Regions from separate parts of the Mus musculus genome. Here region 2 is linked to region 1. Evidence: chromatin contacts called from public Micro-C data. All regions are on one chromosome and are shown on one strand. The core of a region is the stretch at or near the end of the contact, and the rest is flanking DNA. Distances in the headings are between cores, read along the strand shown.

Region 1 (3,612 bases), core at 334-2,833:
CCACACACAAAACATGATAACTGGGAGGTGGCAGTGAGGATTACCCCAGTGAAGGAGTGTGTCCCCTGAGGATCTCAGGGAGAGTCCCCATTTGTCAAGATGTAGAGAAAGCAAGGGAGTAAGAAGTCTTTAAAGATTTCAGACAGCATAATTTTTCTTGCCTCAGCACCTCAAAGCCTGCATATTTGTAAGTACATTCAATTGCTCATCTCAGGGAGACTCACCAAACCAACGTCACTGTGAGGATTAGACTCATGAAAACATGTACAGATTAGGATGGTTCCTTAACGATGTCCCACCAGTCATTTAATTTGGTCACTATTTACTGAGGGCTTCTTACAAGCTGGGATCTGATCTTAGTACTTAGGTAGGTTCATCAGACATGAAAACAGTGTCTCTTTCCTGAGAGCTTACAGTATCGTGGGTTTAGGGGTGACCCTGACAATAGTCATACATGAATCTGCTAGGGTATGTGGGATGGAGGTCATGGTTATATCCAATTGAAATCGTGAGTAGGCTGTGCTCTAACTTGGTCTGGCCTGCTTCCTCTTCCCTTGGAGTTTGTGCAGGCAACCAGCCAGTCTAAACACTACCCACCTTACCTTCAGGGCCCAATAAGGACTTGTTGACCAACTGGCCAAAATGAAGGGGGACTTTGTCTCTTCACCTGGCTCACCATGCAGTGACTCCTGGCAATCTGGCTGTTTGCAAAACCCAGGCACACCCTTGTAAGGTGAAGCATTGCTATTATGGGATCAACTTGATTCAACTGTTCTAGAAATGAGAGGAGTCCTAGAAGCGAGGCTGAGCACAGGACCATTTAGTAAGGTATTTGGTCTTTGGAGGAGAAAGGGATTCTTGGAAGGATGAGACAGCAATGGGTATCTACAGATGCCTTTGGGGATTTACAGATAATCTCTGGTGAGCTAAGGAGGGAGAAAAGTTTAAATAAAAAGGTTTGGTGACAGAGAGGACAAGAAAACTCAACCCCCCTGGTGTTAAATAGCAAAGGCATCCTGAGTGGTCACAGGGGATGGGGAGCAGTGCTGGGTAGTCACACCACCTTCTAGTAGAGAGCAAGTAGAGCAGAGAACATTCCAAGTGCTGGTCAAGGAAGGAAGTGCAGGCCACTGTGTGAGTGCAGGTGAGGGAGCTCCCCTTCTCTTGGTAGATTTGGAGATGGGAAAGGAACTTGAGTTCAGCCCCTGTGTTGAGATGGAAGGCGGGCATTCCCAGGTGGCCTTACCCTGTCCTCTAACCTTATTTCCAGCTCCACAGCTGGCTTCCCTTGGGAAAGGGGACCTGCCTTGGAGGAGCAACCTCACCCAGCTGTGCTCTCAGGATAGCATGGTAGAGTTCAAAGAGGGTCCCTCTTAAAGAGGTGAAAATGCGGAGATGGAGAGAGAGGCTGCCTCTGACCACTCCCCAACACTACAGACATAGAATGTAGGTTCAGAGGACTGCCACAGCTTGGAACAGGGCTGCTTAGTGCTGCTCTGAGGGTCTCTTACCTGCTTGTGCTCCTGAGAGGGTGCTCTGGTAGTCTCTGTGTGCCTCTGGGTACTTCCTCAAAAGGACTCGGGCAAAGTGACCAGAAAGTTGGCTCTTAAATAACTTCCTAACGGCTCCCACCCTCCTCCCCATCCCAGAGGATTTCTCCTCCCCTTTCTTGACGGCTGGTGGAGGGGGCAGAACTGTTTCTAGGACTTTCCGTTTACTCCTGACATTCGGCTCTGATGGTCTAGTATGTGTGCCTCCCTGCCTCCATACCCCATTTGTTCCTAAGTTCCCATGCTGGCATCTCCTCACTCCCCCCACCCCCAGACCCCCAGTCAGCCTTTCCCCTCCTCTGGCTACTACTAGCAACTGGCAAATGGCACTGGAGTGTGAGCCAGCCTCTCTTCTGCCCTCTTGCTGGGTCAGAAGGGCTAAAGGGACATTTTTTTATCCTGTGGAAATGCCTTGCCAGGGTGGTGAGCTGGCAGAAGGGAGGATCTGCCTTTTCACAGACAGGTCACACAGACAGTGGTGACCATGCATAAAGAAAGAGCAATGAGTCCATCTTGTGCAAAGAAAATTGCGTCCTGAATTCCCCCACAGATCCAGCCCCAGCCCCAGCCCCAGCCCCAGCCCCAGCCCCAGCCCCAGCCCCAGCCCCAGCCCCAGCCCCAGCCAAACCACAGAACTTCCTGTAGTACAGCCACATTGAAGTCCAGCGTCAGAACTGATGGACAGATACCCTCAAGAGTGTCACCCAAGCTGGAAATGCTTTGTTTTGCCTTGGAGCATTCTGGTGTATCTCCAAGACTTACAGAGAAAGGAAAGAAAGTTATCCACCCCAGAATTTGCCTATCTTTATTTTGATATGGCCACATGTTTAACCATTGATTTTAACCACAGATCCATCTAAATGCTCTCATAGTCTCCAGATGTCTGATTCTGACACGCAATCTTCACATTTCAAAGAGATGCTATTGGTTAGGAATTCATGTTCTCCCCATCCCATCTCTCTGTCCCAAATCTGTGTACTTGTCTGTAATTTTACCAAGTTACCCCACTTCTTACCCTTGAAATAAAAAAGTCCTCCTCCTCTTCCTCCTCCTTGTATCCAAACTAAACGTTTGTCGTATTTCCTGTCACTTTCTCAAGGGCTTTACTGTGTCTCTTATCCTCTCTTCCTCCTGTAGCTTCAAGCTCCAACTCCCTCACAGCTGCTTCCTGTCACCATTGACACAATTTCAAGTCAAGTCTCTTCAACGTTTTTAAAAGACTTCTCTCAATTCACAACCTCTGTTCATTTTTGATTCTCTCCCCCCTCCTCTGTCACCAAGCCTCTGACTTCTGAGTTCTACATCCAATATTCTATTGAAACTACCAAAGAAACAGAATCTGCCTTAGTGCATTGTGTTGCTGTAACAAAATGCCTGAAATTGGGACATTTATAAAGAAAAAAAAACCCACTGTTTTCTTTAGCTTGCGGCTCTGCATGTTGAGAAGCCTAAGAGTGTGGGGTTGTCATATTCCTAGCTTCTAGAAACAAAACAAAACAAAAAACAAACCTTGGGCTTTCTCCTCTTTTTTTTTAAGGTGTAGGGGGTAGGTTTATTTTGTACACTGCAAGGTGTAGTAGGCTGAGCAGAAGAGCATTGTCTACTTCACACTGTCTTCCTGAGGCATAAAGCAGGAGAAAAAACAGACATTAGAAAAGAGAAAATTTGGGGTCAGCCTTGCTTTTTAGTGAACTGTCCTCATAGTAACTAGCCTAGTCCCATGAGAGCTACGCTGATCTTTCTGAAAGACCTAACCACCTCTTAAGGGTCTAATCAACTCTCAGTGTTTATCACACAGAGGCTCTAGTTTCAACCTGAGTTTTGGAGGAGAGAGGCCACATTGAAAGGAGTGCACTTGCAATTGTGTGTCTTTGAGGCAAAGAAGAAGACTGAGTTTTTATTCTTTTGAGGCACTGAGTTCTCTTGCCCATTCTGTCCTTGAAGGTCTTTTCTGTGGACTCTGGGCCACTGCACACTGTGCTATTCCCTTCAATGTAGCGTGCTATCCTTCGATTATCCCAGCAACTCTGAGAGATTTACTACATGTATCTCCTGGCACCTC
Region 2 (3,612 bases), core at 709-3,208, 170 kb after region 1:
CCCTTCTCGGCTGTAGCTGATAGACCCAAATCAGAAAACAAACCCAGGCCGAGGATCAAACAAGCAGAAAATAAATCATCCTAAATCAATGTCCAAAGAAGTTTTTCTCCCACCAGACAACAACTGAAACAAGCACCGAGTTGATTTAAAGGACAGATTGCCCTCCAGTTCAGGGACTCAGAAAACTTTCAGACAACTTCAAAACCTTTTCGATAACTCCTTATCTCCCAGTGCTGCACAGAACCGCTTCCATTTGTGTTAACTGCACAGTGTCTATTAGCCACCAAGATGGTTTTGTGGCTCCGCATTAGAGGATCACACTAAAAACTGGAACCAATTAAACTAGTCACTTGCCCTAAGCATGAATTCTGACATTTGTTACTGAATTTAAAACAAACAAACAAAAATCATACATTCCTATCTTCATACTTCCGTGACTGGCTGGTTAAAAGGAGTTTGTTGCTTAGTCAAATGTAAACTTGCATTTCCCTAATCCTTGCTTAGTCCTTAGGGCTGCACAGAAGTGCTTTTTTTTTTTCTTTTCTTTTGCCCTGGTAGTTTAGGATCAACGCTGGAAGGTAGTGTTGGGTAGACTGGCCGATCCCTGGGACTCCCCGCTAAAGATGTTTTCCTGAACATCCTCAGGTACTTCTCAAAGAGTTACAACAGTGCTCCAGGGCTCTGTGAAGAGCATAGCATGGCCAGCTTCCCATTGACAAAATAGAATAACGACTTTCTTAAGGAAAGAATTGACCCCAGAAGGCACAAGGCTCATACTACACACCCTGGCTAGCTAACGTTTGCTTTCCTTTGTGTGGGCAACACTGAATCAACTCTATGATCACAAAGATCACCATGTACTGAGAGAAGTAGAGACACAAACAATAACCGGCGTGCACATCCATAGTGCTGATACAGTACCAATTCGAAAATGAAGGGACCATGGGAGAAATAAACCAGAGGAGATGACTAAATTGTGTTCTGAAAGTCAGTGTACCCTGTATGTGACTGTTCCTGGGGAAATGTGAATAGACATCCATTCATTCCCTCTAGGGCATCAGCAGTGGACCAAAAGAAACCAAATAATTCTATCCAAGTCCAGCTTAGCCAACCAGTGCGTTAATTGGGCTTATGAGAACATGGGTGGGTAGTTCCTCAGAAGAATATGGGCAACTCAGAGACAAATATGTCACTGTAAAGTGTGACCTCATGAGTGGGTGAGCATGAGTGGTGACTTTGCAGAATCTGTATCATTGAGTCCTGTCTTCACTTATCCTTCCACATCCTCTGTATTCAAAACCCTTTCAAGATCATGTGTGGTTGGAAGGCAGGAGGATATAGTGGCTGGAGTCTCAAAGGAGACTTTCCTTCAACTGTAGTGTCTATGGTCTCACTGTGACCACATAGTTATCAGTGTGTTTTGTTTACTTTGTTACTCTATATGCAGAGCCAGTCTACAGGTCTCCAAGACATTCCCTCCTACAGGATATCCAATGGTTACACCATATCCATACCAGGAGAATAATTGTTTTACCCCAATATACCCACAGAGTAGCAACCCAAGAGCCCCCAGAGTTAGAGAGAAGAAAAATGTCTATAATGAGAGTATAAATCCACCCAATATGCCAGGACTCCTTAGAGGAGGGCAGCTCAGTGTGGGGACTGCTGGATACACATGCTGCAACCAACAAAGCTCAAACAAGCCTTGGGATATAGAAATATTTCTGCAATCATGCATGAAGAGGTAATAATTCCTATAAGATCAGGTTCCTGGATAGCATTTGCAAGATCTACATCTCACTTCCTTATGGGGAATGTAATCAAGGTCACAGTTGAATCTGGTGACTTGGGGTAACGTTTTAGTGCTCACACTGATAATCACGTCCAGCACCGCAGCCTGTACTTTCCGATGACTGGACAGAAAGACTGTGGCTTCTTGTGTTTACTAAAGGGGAACCTTCTCCTTGGCTAGTGATCCTTCCTGTTTTGGCTGGAAGTGGCATGATCTCAGATTGCTGAGAACATGTCAGACTTCAATGTACATTAAAATCCAGGAAAAGCCTTTCTTTAAAAAAAAAAATGTCTCCAAGAAATGACAGGGAAGCTACATCCATGAGAACAGTATGGCCTCTTAAACAAAACATGAACAACGACAGTACCAATAGATGTGCTAACTGGGAAGGAGGAAATCTCCTGGCATCCTACCCCTACATAGAGAACTGTTGAGAGGAGACCTAGTCAGTCCCAAGGATGATCCCTCTAAAAGTGGCTATCCAATACAAAGAGGTTGTCTCTGAAATCAAATACCCACAAGCAACACGAAACAGACTCAGCAGGTGTGTGAGTGTGTGTGTGTGTGTGTGTGTGTGTGTGTGTGTATGTGTGTGTGTGTGTGTAATAATAATAAGAGGGCAATATGAGAGGGAATAAAGGGGAAATAGGAGGAACTTCAGGAAGGGACATGGGGAAGAAAAAAGGAATAAGTGGTGTGATTATTTTTTTAATTAAAAAAAAAAACGTATTTTAAAATGAAAAACAGTGAGCTAAAACCATGCTTGGAAGATGACTCGGTCAGTAAAGTACTTTCCACACAAGCATGAGGACTGAGTTCAAATCCTCAGAATCTGTATAAAGAGCAGAGCAGAGCAGCCTATGCCTTTGTTTACCCAGGAATGTGGATGTGAGCCAGGAAGGGTCCCTGGAGTTTGCTGGATGGCCAGACAGTCTAGCCAAAGCAGTGAGCTCCGAGTTCAGTGAGAGACTCTATCTCAAACAAGGAGAAGCACAGCCACGGAAGATGTCCAACGTGGCCACATGCATGTGTACATACACCCACCCATGCACACAAACACATACATGCACACACACAAAAACATCTGAACCCCCAAATTGACAGCATTTTCAGGTTCATCAGAGAGAGACTAAAACTGAATGTTTCCAAAAGTGAATAAAGGCAGACCTAAATTGAGTTATGTGGCTCTATGAGCACAATTCTTTGGGGGTGGTGAAGATATAGTTCTTAAGCTATAGCCCTTCCAAATAGGCTGTCCTGTGAAGCCAACGATGACAGTGCATCTCTCCATATTGTAAGAAGAGCACACTCCTCCAGGGCATGCATGATCCATTTGGACATGCAGCGACCATGTGCCTGTAAGCACTGAAGGATGGGTGATTTAGACTTAGGGAGTGACCAGAATAATTCTACAAGTCTGAAGGGAACCAAGAGACAGTTTAGATACTTTTTGTCTTCTTCTCTTTATGTTTCTTTTCCCTCTCAAGTCATCCTGGGAGTACTACATAGCTCAGAGCCCACTCTAAATCTGAAAGCTTAGAACTAAGGCTCAGAACAAATTCCACTTGCCATCAGCGAAAAGACTTTTTCTCAACATTTTCCAGTCTCCTTGAGCAGTGATTCCCTCATAAGATATGATAGCTGTACACCAGTATCTTTATGACTTTGGTTATGATAAGGCAGAATCCTGGACTGCATTTCCCTGAAAAATGAGAGATAGATACTAATTAACTGAGAAACTCATGTTTTATTAAACAGAGAGTTCCGAACCTGATTAGAATCCTATGGGCTGGTACTGTTTGCCCCTCTCCAACACACAT

Evidence for each region. Hi-C and Micro-C count contacts between places; a contact is called where the count stands out from the background.
Region 2: a contact with region 1 is called in a Micro-C map of macrophages, with 1.8 times the contacts expected there. The contact joins the enhancer-like site here to the promoter of F13a1 in region 1. A contact is called at or near these places in 5 of 39 promoter capture datasets (the 3T3-L1 cell line, HPC-7-derived erythroid cells, liver and 1 more), 2 of 484 Hi-C or Micro-C datasets (granulocyte-monocyte progenitors and macrophages) and 3 of 9 other capture datasets (adipose tissue, liver and macrophages).

The regions. Positions count from the first base shown.
Region 1 is chr13:37,047,630-37,051,241 of GRCm38.p6, forward strand. F13a1 (coagulation factor XIII, A1 subunit) reads right to left here and starts at 1,584. Exons shown (of 15, transcript NM_028784.3): 1 at 1,512-1,584.
Region 2 is chr13:37,216,878-37,220,489 of GRCm38.p6, forward strand. No RefSeq gene overlaps it. Among named protein-coding and RNA genes, the nearest start is that of Gm30600, 31 kb to the right of the region's middle. Within about 2 kb of position 1,959, at least 43 of the 459 cell types and tissues checked have an H3K27ac peak or open chromatin away from gene starts, as enhancers often do. A contact at or near this core is called in adipose tissue, granulocyte-monocyte progenitors and macrophages, where this site is marked.